Linked DNA regions of Scylla paramamosain: region 2 is linked to region 1. A link is a contact called in public Hi-C data. All regions are on one chromosome and are shown on one strand. The core of a region is the stretch at or near the end of the contact, and the rest is flanking DNA. Distances in the headings are between cores, read along the strand shown.

The links. A called contact is a pair of places that touch in the nucleus more often than the background predicts.
Region 2: a Hi-C map of testis shows a contact between it and region 1, with 2.9 times the contacts expected there. The contact joins two enhancer-like sites. A contact is called at or near these places in 2 of 2 Hi-C or Micro-C datasets (muscle and testis).

Annotation. Positions count from the first base shown.
Region 1 is chr5:22,918,011-22,925,216 of ASM3559412v1, reverse strand. The region is part of intron 5 of LOC135100678 (a long non-coding RNA gene); the gene reads right to left. Among protein-coding and RNA genes, the nearest start is that of LOC135100677, 31 kb to the left of the region's middle. Within about 2 kb of position 2,921, the one cell type or tissue checked has an H3K27ac peak away from gene starts, as active enhancers do.
Region 2 is chr5:22,985,396-22,992,601 of ASM3559412v1, reverse strand. All of the region lies in intron 3 of LOC135100677, which reads right to left. Among protein-coding and RNA genes, the nearest start is that of LOC135100677, 37 kb to the right of the region's middle. Within about 2 kb of position 5,176, the one cell type or tissue checked has an H3K27ac peak away from gene starts, as active enhancers do.

The sequences.
Region 1 (7,206 bases), core at 1,672-4,171:
TTTTATCATCAGAACTTGCTAGGCAGGTAAAGATAACCATGACGAGGAAGGAGGAGGAAAAGGAGGAAGTTAAGTGTTCTATTTAAGGCTTATTTTTCTTTTATCTTGATAACGAATCAGCTTGTCAATGAATGAGGCAGCTGAGAGAGAGAGAGAGAGAGAGAGAGAGAGAGAGAGAGAGAGAGAGAGAGAGAGAGAAATTTATGTTCGTGCGTGCTGGTTCGCTGGGGGGATAAAAACCAACAGGCTGTATAATATTATGGGTCAAACCAGGCGTATATTCGTAAAGCGAGGACTTGTAGAAGACACGTATGTTATTTCCCCCCCCCTCTCTCTCTCTCTCTCTCTCTCTCTCTCTCTCTCTCTCTCTCTCTCTCTCTCTCTCTCTCTCTCTCTCTCTCTCTGTTCCATTTTCATCATGTTATTTACTTCGGCTACATCCCTCTCTTTTTATTATCTTCCCTTTTACCATCACCGTCTTTCTTTTACTTTCCGCTTCGAGATGATATGTTTTTTGCCCCGTATTTCTTTAAATTCCATCTTCTTTTCTTTTCTTTCTTTTCTGTCTTTCTTTCATTTATTGTGCGTGTTCTCTTTGAGTCAGTAGTTTCCTTTGTTCCTAACTCTCCCCCTCAACGCAACTCTTTCTCCTTCTACCTTTCATATCTCTTTGGAGTGTTATTGTTCCTCGAGACTGTTGTGTCTAGGGAAGTGGCCTTGTCTCGGCTATCCATTAATGCAATCTTGACGTTTCTCCTCTTATCGTACCCCCCCTTCTCTCTCTCTCTCTCTCTCTCTCTCTCTCTCTCTCTCTCTCTCTCTCTCTCTCTCTCTCAGCACACATACGTACACACGTCCACTTCCATCGAGTGAGGAGTGTTGGGGAGACGTTATTCATATCGCACGTCAAGTTAGGGGAAGAGGGAACGATCACCACGCCCACCACAGCCAGACACTATTCAAGTCTCGTCAGGACTCAAACCCCCGCCAGACGGCTCGTATTGATAGCAGACATTAATATTAATAGTACCATACATCAATATTTATACAAGACTGTACGGTACAACCCAGCTAGCAGCCGGTAGCCTCACCAGATCCACCAGCAACACCCCCAACATGACATACTAACAGGCCCACTCCACCACCAGACACGAAGCAGGGCACTAAATTCACCGTGTGCAGGCCAGACGCCCAGGGCCGTCCGCTTGGCCCAGCCGCCCCCCTCCCCAGCCCCCTGCGCTCCTCTATATGAGACTCTCTGACCCCTCTCGGCCAGCTCCCGTCACGCCCCCTGCCCGTATTCCAGGACGGGGGCGGACGATGAAAAGGGGCATATATTTGAGCAGTGACGCTAGCGGCGGATGGGAAGGGTAGAATGGCGGTGTTCAGAGAGGCAGCTGGACGGATGTCTGGCTTCCACGTCACCGGTGACGATTAAACTTCTACATCGTACTGAGAGCACTGTGGCGACGGATGTATGTACACCACACCGCCGCTACCACCACCACCACACGCACTCAGCTGCAGTTATACAAACATACATTATTGACGGTCTGTGTTCGCGGTAACAAGGCAACAGTGTTCTCCGAGAAAACCTTTAACACAAAGTCACCTTTCCATTAAGTGGTAAATTAATCGTATTGTTCTTAAAACACAAGAATTTCATTCATTCCTAGCCAGCGTCCAGGAGTGGTCGGCGCCGCAGTTTGAGGGCTCAGGCCTAAGGAAGGAAGGAAGGGAAGGCCGAGTGTGGACGTGCCGCCGAGGAAGTAACGCCTGCACCTGGCCACTTTATTATTACATCCGTTACCTATGAGGAAAACATGATGGCTGTTTACATTAATCAAGCAGAAATGAGGGAAGAGGGGAGGCGAGCCGCGGTGTCGGGCTAGCAGCAGCGGCGGCGTGCTGCCATCCCCCACCAACTCCAAGCCGCCTGTGAGCCTTCATTTGGCTTCAGGGCCACAGCCAGACAGCCAGACGGTCCCGGCGTTGCCAAATGTACAATTTCTGCTTCTGTCTGACCCAGTTACTGTCTGCTTCCTTATGTCTCTTACGAAAAATAGGATTATCAAAACATTTCCTTTAATTACGCTGACTGTAGCACATTCACCAACGACTTCGTTCGCCTGAAGTTAAAGCTCTTGACATCTATTTTCCTGCTGCTATCTTCCTGTCCCCCGACCTGCTCGCTATGACGGCAACATCGCCAGACAGGTCGATAGGTTGCATGTTAGTCAGCCATGGCGAGACGGGGTACGATAATCATCACCTTTTGGGATCTACTCTGGGATTTGTTTGACTGCACGTCTGCGGGGGATGATAACACGGCCATGGCCACCGCTTGGTCAACCACGCCACCACGAATGCCGACCCGCCGCACAGGAATGCACAGATAAGGTAAAATACGACCTATGAAAAATACGCCATCCAGCCAACCATCCCACCCGACAAATCATAACGAAGTCGCTCGGCATGATATATGGAGACGCCGTGTCCTTCCTCAGCCCCCTGCCCTGCCCTGCCCTACCTAGCCCTGCTCTGCCCTGCCCTGCCCCCGGCCTCCTTCCTTCAGCTAAGGTGTCTAGCGGCGGCAGCGGCAAGTTACGTGGGCGGCTGTTGTAGGGACACGCAGCAGCACACACGATATTTTTGTTCCCCCATATTCAATTACATTTAAATCCCTGCATGCACACACCCACCCCTGGTCTCCGTGAGGTGAAAATGAATAACCTTGGAAAAAGATTTGTGCTTCATCTCACACACACACACACACACACACACACACACACACACACACACACACACTTTCAAGAGTTCAGGGATCATTATTATTAGTGTCACAGATGTCACGTTCGCGACTACTAGCCCGCCACGAGAAACTGTCTGTCTGCCCCCCCCATCCCAGCGTCTGCTCCCCCTAACACACACTGGTGCCCACCGCCACCAAGACTTTTCCTTTCACCAAACAGGAGGGCTTTCCCCTCACCAAGCCACCACCACCACCACTGTTCGCTCCTTCATAATCATGTGGTGGATTTCAGACACCATTTCGACTCCTAAGTATTACATTCTCCATCTGAAGATCTTATGCCATATATAGTAGTCTATAATTTTAGCAAGCGTTGGTACAAAATTAGGTGTAAATACTGCCATTATTTTCCCGTGTGCCGCGACGTCACCGTCTTAGGCAACTTCCCCGTCTGGCAGCGCCGGTGCTTGCCTTGCTCATGGCCGAAGCTACACGCTCGCGCCTTGCTCACTCCCACTCTGAGCGGCACGCGCGAACCCGCCGTTACCCCGCCAAGGTTAGTGTGCGCGTCCCTGACATTCACGGAAGCACCTCCGCTGTTACCACCACGTTCCTCCGTCAGCAAGGAGCACAACAACTTACCCTCGGCCTCCCCACCTGCGCCGCCACGCTGCTTGACTCCCCTGACTCACCTGCAAAGACAGAAGAGACAGTTAACGAATGCAAACCCATCAAGGCAGTCATATCAAGGGCTAGGATATAAGAAATTTCACCTAAATAAAAACAAAATAAAAAGGCCCGCCTCGACAGCTTTCACTTGTGCTCACCGATTGCCTCGCAGCCGGCGCCAGGGAGTGGCTGCAGCGGCGGCTTTTCAGACACTACGTGGCGCCTGTGTTATACTGGGCACCGAACACGTCAGCTGGACCACTCATGTCAACGGAAGCAGCCACTCCTGTCCAGCCAAGCTCTCTCTCTCTCTCTCTCTCTCTCTCTCTCTCTCTCTCTCTCTCTCTCTCTCTCTCTCTCTCTCTCGGTTTGCTACACTATATCAAATTGCGGCCCTCTTACCCCCTCCCCGTCTTCTACTGAGGCTGTATATCCGTTTACAAAACTTTACAAGCTCGAAAATTACCGCCGAGTTTGACTCTTTGTTAAACTGGCCGATATTTTTCCTGTATTTATTTATTTTTATTTTTTTTCATATTAAAGTTAGTAAACCAGCTCTTACGTGGCCGCAGACTTTGAACACACTTTATGATTTACTTTGTGCACTAAGCCGCACGAGTGTTTGCAGTTATACATACTATAGTAGCTCACTGTCGACGAGACACTACGAGAGGCTTAGAGGATAAAAGGTTTCGTGTTTGCAGCGTCCGTGCCAGGAGGTCACGTGAGATTCGAGATAAGAACTAAGAAAACTTGCTCATTCATGTGGACAGCCAGGCAGCGTGAAGAGGCCCGCCGCCTGCTTGGGTCAACATTGTGGTGCGGGACGTGGAGAGACACGCAGCACACACCGCACAAGGCCGGCACGTAGGGGGGTGAGAAGGGAAGTACATGGCGGTCATCAGGTACAGTAAACACAGACCCATGGAGGACAAGTAAAAAATGCTTAATGGTTCCGTTCATCATTCATTAAGTCTAGACGCAATTAATGACGTGCCTTGTTTGATAAGTGACTGCTGCAATACTTGCTTTTAATAAATCCTCAAGCAATTATCTTCAGATAGAAAAATCAAACATGGTGTTACAAATGTGAAAAGCAATTAAATATTTATTTTTGATGATTACCCACTATGTAGAGAAGAATTATCATTACATAAGAAACCAATGGAAACGATTTTACAGTTAATGTAAGTAGAAACAAACAGGCACACACACACACTCACACACACACACACACACACACACACACACACACACACACACACACACACACACACACACACACACACACACACACACACACACACACACACACACACACACACACACACACACACACACACACACACACACACACACACACACTCTCTCTCTCTCTCTCTCTCTCTCTCTCTCTCTCTCTCTCTCTCTCTCTCTCTCTCTCTCTCTCTCTAGCATATATATCTCTCTCTAGCATCTATATCAACTAATAAACGAAATGGATACAAAAGTAAAATGAATGACATTCAGGTAATAATGAGGTGGTACAAAAAAAAAAAAGTTTCCACTGAAACCGTGCAAACTGCACGCGTCGACTTGTGTGCTGCTGCTGCTGCTGCTGCTGCTGCCGCCGCCGCCGCCGCCACCATCACAACAACAACAGGAGCTACTACTGCTACAGCTACTACTACTACTACTACTACTACTACTACTACTACTACTACTACTACTACTGTTGCTATTCCTATTCCTCCTCCTCCTCTTCCTACTACTACTACTACTACTACTACTACTACTACTACTACTACCTACTACTACTACTACTACGACAACTACTATTATTACTTATACTATTACTGTAATTACCATTCTACTATTATCATTACTAAACAGTACTAGCATCACTCACCACCACCACCACTACTATTACTACTACTACTACTACTACTACTACTAGTATTATTATTACTACTACTACTACTACTACAACTACTAGTACTACTACTACTACTGTTGGCATCACTTTTCTTCCACAAACCACTAGCAGCAGTTAAACTAACAGAATAAAAAAAAATAAAATAAATAAAATGACCTAAGAACATTAAAAATATAGGCGATCATAATCATCAATAGGAGGCGAGGAAAAGAATGAACAGAGGCGAGACATGTAAGCGTGGCGAGGCGGAGAGAGGTGGAGAGGAGGCTGGAGTGTGGTGAAAGACGACGTCGTGGTGGTGAAAGGCCATGTACAGCGCATATGTGGTGGTTACTTAAGTGGTGAGTGAGAGTCTTGCGTGATGCAGTGGTGGTGGTGGTGGTGGCTGTGTGTGTGTGTGTGTGTGTGTGTGTGTGTGTGTGTGTGTGTGTGTGTGTGTGTGTGTGTGTGTGTGTGTGTGTGTGTGTATGTGTGTGTGTGTGTGTGTGTGTGTGTGTGTGTGTGTGTGTGTGTGTGTGTGTGTGTGAGAGAGAGAGAGAGAGAGAGAGAGAGAGAGAGAGAGAGAGAGAGAGAGAGAGAGAGAGAGAGAGAGAGAGAGAGAGAGAGAGAGAGAGAGAGAGAGAGAGAGAGAGAGAGAGAGAGAGAGAGAGTCAGTCCATGTATGTGTGTCTATATATGTGTGCCTGTGTGTACATTACATGATCGATACCTAAAATCTCACCTGTTCCCTTCTCTCCTCTCGTCTCCTACAACCATCCTTCCCTATCCAGCCACATTATTTATATATATTTTTCTTCCTCCAGCTTGTTTATCTAAGAAGGAAGCGAAAGGAAAACATGTAGATGCAACACAGTGAATTCAGGTTAATAAAAAAGAGAACATTCGTGAGTGGTATTAATTACATTGTACAGGTAACGTATGATTTTTTTTTCATTTTTTTTTCTTTCTTTCTTTGTTCTGCCTGTTCGTCCTGTTTGTTTGGGAGGTAAAAAATGTTCATGCAACACACTGCATTCTGACAAAAAAGAATGAGTGGTATTAATTACATGGTATAGGTTATGTTAGTTTAGATTTTTGCTTTCTTTCTGTTTATGTATCCGCAAGGCAGGAGGAAAAAAATGACATGCAACAGTGAATTCAGATAGAAAATAAATGTCAGTGATATGAATTAAACTTTGATAGATAATGCAGAGAGAGAGAGAGAGAGAGAGAGAGAGAGAGAGAGAGAGAGAGAGAGAGAGAGAGAGAGAGAGAGAGAGAGAGAGAGAGAGAGAGAGAGAGAGAGAGAGAGAGAGAGAGAGAGAGAAACGACGCACCTGCCTCACGTGTAAATTAGCAAAACAAATGAAAGACATAAGACAATGCTAACAGGTAAAAAACTTAATATGAATAATGATCTGGGGTGATGAGGGGAGCGGGGAACACGGGCTGGCGGGGATAGAGAATGGGTGGCAGGAGTCCGAGGATAGCTGGTGAAAACAAAGCAAGGGATTCTCCCCTAACGGACAAGAACCAATTTAGAATGAATGTATGAAGCAAGACAGCACGGCGGGGAGGAGCTGGCTGGCTGGCTGGGCTGGTGGTTGGGTGGTGAGGGGTGAGGGGGGGGAGGACAGCTACATCCTGAAACATTGTGATACACATACCCGTCTCCTCACTTCCTCAGTCTTCATGGTCTTGGCCTCCCCAGAATACTCGGACTAAAACCCGCATTTTTAAACACTTTGTTCTGTCATGAGTTTTTTTTTCTTTATATAGGCCACAATGATGATTAGTCCGAGTCTTATAGGTGTTTTATTCCATTAATGGCGCAGAATCTTTCCTGAACTGTCATTAGATTCATCAAAAGACTGCCTGCCAAACTCAACAG
Region 2 (7,206 bases), core at 3,927-6,426, 65 kb before region 1:
TCTATATGAGATAACTTAAACCGATCCAAATAAATATCCATGTAAATCCTAACTTTCAAAGTGACAGCACTTAAATTTACATGTTGCTGGACACTCAAATTACGCTTAATCTATGGGTGGTCAGTTGTATTTAGATAAAACATCCCCTAAGCCTTGTTGTTATAGTACAATAGTTCCCGCACTATTTTATATTACGCTCCTTTATTTATTTTATTTTATTTTATTTTATTTTATTTTATTTTTTTCTTCTAACAGGCCCGCACGCTCGCCCTCCACACACGCTTTAGTGTTTATATATATATATATATATATATATATATATATATATATATATATATATATATATATATATATATATATATATATATATATATATATATAATATTTTTTTTTTTTTCCATTTAATATCTTAAAACTTTAGGAAAACAAAGATTTTTGGTTGAATTAAAGCAAATGAAACAAATAATACAGGTACGAGGCATTTTGATAAACACAATAAATTTATTATATACTTTTTTAAGCAATGATTTTTAGACCAGTTTCATGCCATGCTGTTTATCCACCTCACGCCCTCTGGTAAAGTATCAGTTTATGTCGATCCTGTGGGCTGCATATTTGAACCACCTCTGTCTAAAATCTCTGGGAGTTGTCAAACGTAATTAACCCTGTTGGATCTTCGCAGATGACAATACTGGAACGAGACAGCGTGCACTGGAGATGATAGCTCGTAATAATGACGGGTTTTGCGTCTACAATATTGTGCTATCTTTGTTTACTCAAAAGCCACCAACTGTTTACTATTTGATATCGAGGAAACTATTGTTATTTATCTGCTGCTCTTTCCACAAATAAAATAAATATATGAATTAACAAATAGATAAATGAATAAGTAAATAAGAAATAATCAATTAATGATTAAAATGAGAGAATAAATTAACAGATAAGGAAAATAAGTGTGTGTGTGTGTGTGTGTGTGTGTGTGTGTGTGTGTGTGTGTGTGTGTGTGTGTGTGTGTGTGTGTGTGTGTGTGAGAGAGAGAGAGAGAGAGAGAGAGAGAGAGAGAGAGAGAGAGAGAGAGAGAGAGAGAGAGAGAGAGAGAGAGAGAGAGAGAGAGAGAGAGAGAGAGAGAGTTAGCTTTCTGAGGGCCTGTGCTATACATAGAAATGCAACGTCACACAATAATGCCAACTAATGATGTCACTGGTTGGAACGTAAACAAACTCATTTATCAAAAGTTCCAACAGCGACCTGCCGTCAGGCTGTCTGGCTCGTAGCCGATGTTAACAGTTGTGCGTGGGTGGGTGGGTGGGTGGGTGGAGCGACGGGCTTCAGTGGTGAGGTGGAAAAATGCGAATAGCTACTTTGAAATTGCTCATGATATCTACTTGCGTATATTACATACAAGTAGGTAATATCAAACGAAAGCAAGGAGTTCTTGACGTACACAAGCACAGGAAGAACGTTCTGTGGTCTCCAGTAAACTACAGAGGCAAACAGACATTCCACTTATTGATAGATGGGAGGGAAAGTGTGTGTGCGTGTGTGTGTGTGTGTATACTTTCTTGCTTTCCAGGAATGTATAAAATCACAGTGTAGTTTCGCTTGGTGCCTGAAGCATTAAGTATTAATCCCTTAAGGCATGGCATCTGTTCGCACTAGTACGATAATTATATTCATTTTACTTCCGCAGCTGAAGATGGGAGGATGATTGGAGCAGCAGCAGCAGCACCAGCAGCAGCAGCACCACCACCACCACCACCACCAACAACAACAACAATAACAACAACAGCAACAACAAGAGCAGCAGCAGTAACAAAAAAAAAAAGTAGTAACAAGAGCAGCAGCAGCAGCAGAGGCAACAACAACAACAACAAGAGCAGCAACAGTAGTAGTAGTAGTAGTAGTAGTAGTAGGAGGAGAGAGAGAGAGAGGAGAGAGAGAGAGAGAGAGAGGAGAGAGAGAGAGAGAGAGAGAGAGAGAGAGAGAGAGAGAGAGAGAGAGAGAGAGAGAGAGAGAGAGAGAGAGAGAGAGAGTCTTATGAAGCCAAATAACTATAACTTTACGATAGCTTATTAATACCAATTTGGAACATAAGGGACAAAGGCCAATGTATCACAACATTGTCTTTTAAAATTGTCATACTGACACAGATATGCACCTTGTTTTACTCCATACATTGCACTAGTTTTTGAACAGCGCAAAAAAAAAAAAAAAAAAAAAAAAAAAAAAAATGCGGGCGGTAAACACTAGAGAAGAAACCTTGAAATGTGACGGCCCAGACTATGAGTAAATGATAGGGCGTGAGACCGCCTAAGATAACGGGAGTGTGAGTGTGTGAGAGCTTTGGGACTGGGCCGGTCCACTGTACTGCCATTGGCGGCTGCTCATAGGAGTACTGGCGCAGAATGGTTCCTCGCGACAACCCCTGTGTTAATAGCACAAGCTGAGTCCAGGTCATTCGGTGGTAAAGGTGATACTGGTGAAGGCCCGGGCCAAGTGCTGGCGGCAGCGAAGGGTGGGGTGGGTGGGGGAGGGGCGGGGACTGAGCAACCTTGAGTTATTCTCGTGAACCGACCTGCCAGGCAACTTCACCTGTGCACCTGTGAGGAGCTACATTTCGACATCATTATCAGTTTTCATTTTCCATTTTGGTTTTTGATTATTTAATTATATATTATCCTCTACGCCATGTACAATAATTATATATATATATATATATATATATATATATATATATATATATATATATATATATATATATATATATATATATATATATATATATATATATATATTCGCCCACACTTATAAAAATGAAAATGTCATGACGGACAAAAACTTCCAAATTCAGACTTGGCCACAAAGATGAGACTCCCCGTTTCACGAGGCAGAGGAGAGGGGCACGATCTCACTGATAATAACAACGTGTGCCTCAATCACAAACAATACTGCCTTCCAAACACAATGACGCACCAGAACCACTCCTTCCCTTCGCCCATAAGCTCGCTCCTCAATAATTTCCAGGTCTTGACACACACACACACACACACACACACACACACACACACACACACACACACACACACACGGTAATGACAGCGTTAGGAAAATAGACCTAGACCTACAAGAACCTGTGGAACCTAATAAATCCTATGAAAATTTAGACAACAACAACAAAATGTGGGAATCGTACACTTTTCCTTCGCGAGAAGTGGTTGGCGATCTTGAGACAGCACTCGGTGACGCTGTTCCACATCTTGGCGGCTGTGCTGGTGTGTCGTGTTGGTGGATTAGCTGCGGGAGTGACGTTGGAAGCGACGTTGGATCTTCTGACGAGACAGCTTGAGGTAGAAGTGCCAGTGAGAGGAGCTGTGGTGGCGGTAGTTGCAGTGGAAGCTGTATTCAAGGCGACGACGACAGCGGTGGTGACGAAGGTAGATGTGGTGGCGGTGGTGGTGGTGGAGGTGACGGTGGTGGTTATGACGGTGGTGGTGGATACTAGGCGTTGTCGAGGCACCGTGGCGAGCTATTTGGCAGCCACACTGGGACACTAGCAGATCTTGGACACACTGGTGGCTGTGTGCTGCTTAAGGAGGTGGCAGGACAGTCTGCAATCAGGACTGTGGTGATGGTGGCAGTGAAGATGCAGCGCCACACCACTTGGCCCTCCCACCATCGGGTGGGCTGACAACTGTAGACTGGATACTGTGGCAGTGGCAATGACGTGAGGCAAACCGAACCGTATAGCCCGACTGAGCGTGGCGGCGCGACTGACTGAGTAGTGGTGGTGGTGGTGGTGCGGCCGCGCGGCGGCGGACCCACACACACTCACCGCCATTTTTTATTGGCTGGGCCACCGCCATAGCCGCCGTGGGTGCCAGCAGCTCCCGTCGCTGTCTGCTCACCCTCCTGGCCGCTTTCTTGTCTGTCCTGCTGCAAGCGGCACTGCAGGGTCATGAGGATAGTGACACCGTCTTACATCTTACGTCTGGCCAGCCGCACCCTTCGTAGCTCCTCTCCTACTGGACCAGCAGCAGCCACATGCACCTCACACACAGACACTCCACCAGACTACTGCCGCGCCGCGCCCTCGCACGTACGCACACACTAACACGACTCGTCTCGCCAGCGCCGACGTTAACTAACCATCTAGGAATATCAGCAAGCTCAAAATAATAGATTCCTTACGATGACGATTTGTGTATGTGAATGTTTAACATTTCGAAATTAATGTGTGTGTGTGTGTGTGTGTGTGTGTGTGTGTGTGTGTGTGTGTGTGTGTGTGCGCGCGCCCGATGTATGTAAATGTGTGTGTGTGTGTGTGTGTGTGTGTGTGTGTGTGTGTGTGTGTGCTGTAGAATACATGACATGAACTAAGCTCTTGCTGTTGTCTCCATATATATATATATATATATATATATATATATATATATATATATATATATATATATATATATATATATATATATATATATATATATATATATATATATATATATATTACGTGAGTAACGTTTTTTTTTTTTTACGGTTGAAAATCAACAATAATCAATACTATGTGCCAGAAGCTAATTTCTTTAATGTACTGAGTTTCCTTTAACGCAATGATTCCTGTGGAAACAATATGTTTCTAGTATTGTTGTACCGATAAATCTGGAATAGTTTGCTGGCTGTCTCCCCCTCACCTTCCCTCCGACATCCTCCCATCCCCCCTAGCCCCTGCCCCTGTCTCCTTGCCTCCCGCCGCCGCCGCCGCCGCCGCCGCCGCTGTCTGGCGTGTTCTGTCTGCGGGCTCCGGTGTCTAGACGGCCCGGACACCTGCCACACCGCCCCCTTCCACTCTCCCCTCCCACCCTTACTCTCCGGCTCCCCACTCCCCTCCATCGACCCCCGCCTCATTCCTCCCCAGTGCTCGCCGTTCTCTATCCTGGTGGTGTTTTGTGTTTCCATGTTTCTTTCCGTATATCCTAAGTACAGCTGACACGAAAATGAACTATATTTTTCTTCAGTCAAGATATGGTGTTGGCTTTTCAGTACAAATATAACAAAGCCAGTCTGCTCTGTCTGCTGCTGCGTTCTATGATGCAAGAGTCTGAGGCTGAGTCCCCCCGTGGCGGCCGCAGCGTTGACACAGTAGGTCTCTACGGAAACTTCCTCCAGACCCACCACTACTTTACCCAATGCTGTGTCACGCTCCTCACTGCCCTAGCAACACCAGCCTAGCCCCTCTCTACCCTTCCACCACCTCCTAGTGTCCCAGTCCCTTCCCCCCGCACCCCTCGACCCCATAGCCATCCCACACACCATTCCTTCCCCCGTCTCTTCTCGATGCACAAATCACCTCCCTCCTTCTCTCTCTCTCTCTCTCTCTCTCTCTCTCTCTCTCTCTCTCTCTCTCTCTCTCTCTCTCTCTCTCTCTCTCTCTCTCTCACGGCGACCCCCTCCCCCATAGCAACACTCGTCGCACGTGCCCTCCCCCAACACAGTTTCTATCACAGGAAAAGTGTCCTACATCGCATCCTGCCTCTCTTAAATATCATGTTCGACGCTCCTTTCCCACGCGTCCTTTGTCTTTATTTTCTTCACTTGCCGAATTAGGCTAGTATGTCAACTCTAAACATGCGGAGATGTCAACAGGCCAGGGGAGGGGTGACGCTGTACTAAAAACCCTGAGGATCTGTAACACGTGGCAATGGCCTGTGATATTCTAGCTCTTGTAATGGGAACGTAAGATCAAGTTGGGCTAAGTTCGCTTATCTAAAAATGATGTTTTGGTTGTTGTCTTTAAAAGATGATGCGGATTACTTGATAGAAGATAAAAGGAGCAAAGAGCGGGACAGAGAACAAGGAATGAGGACAAACACAAGATAGCGTGATTATGTAAGGCGGCGTGGGCTTACGAGACGGTGAAAGGAACTTTTTTTTTGTCACGATGCACATGGACTTAACCCTGTTGTAAGGAACTATTTTTTCTCGCTAATGGACGCGAACAAAACATTCTAACAGACCACAAAAGCTAATCCTTAACTTGGGACTATAATTCGGTGGATCACTTATTATTTTTTTTTTCTTTCCACATTGCCTAATTTCTTCTGAATTATCATAATCAGAATTTTGGTATTAAACACACAGCCAACCGAGAGGCAACCCACGCCACTATCAAGATTATTTATCAGTGACATGTCTATTTATCACAATTATGGAAGTACAACCGCATCTTGGAATGCCCACGCCACCCCCGCACAGCAATGTGAGACTCGAATTCCCCAACACTGTGGGACAAAACCATTCCTTTGGGTTTATCTGTCACACACACACACACACACACACACACACACACATTAACGTAGTGGTCCTTGGCCGCTATACGTAAATTACGCTTCGGTCAGTGACACACGGGTTCGAACCATTGTCTCATTTGTTCAGTCCTGAGGTACGAGTATGTACGTGAGAGATGTTTTGAGTGTGTCGTCACTGAGCAAACACGTGTGAAAATCAACGAAGGATACAAAATGCTACAAGAGACTTTGATTATTATTAGGTGGCATGATCCTTTGCTTGCATGCTTTTGGCGGTTAACTGAAGATACCTGAATGAGTTTTTTTTTTTTTCAGTAATAAAGGCGTACGTGATGACTGCCAATAACTCCAGAAGAAAACTGAAACTTTGGAAAAATGCTACATGTTATTGCTAGGAAAGAAAGAAAAAAGTCATACTACAACGACAAAACTTGAAAAAAGTGGAAAAATATGATGGAAAATGATTGGAGCATGAAGTTAGAGTTTTAATTTTATGCTCGAGAGTTGCAGACTTTCACAACTTTCTTCTATCAAATGGCAAATAAAAAAAATAAAAAAAATAACACAACGTGCTCTAATAATTAAGTGGAGATGACAGGCATAGATACACGTCTTGACAGAACACTCCAGCCCTCGTGCCGCAAAAACTGGTCTGCAGCCTGGAGTACCTGGTGTCCAGATTCAGATAAACACGCGCCTTGATACACCGGTTCCTTCTTTAGAGAAAGGCACTATATACCGTTCATACCGTTGTCCTGACTTTTACTGCCGCGACGGCTGGACAGACGGGGAAATAATGCATGCAAGGTCCACCTGCATCTGTTTGACAGCGCGCCGCCTCACCTCACTCACCGCATCCTTTCTATCTCAGTTAAATAAAGGAACAATTCACTGTTGTTACTTATCT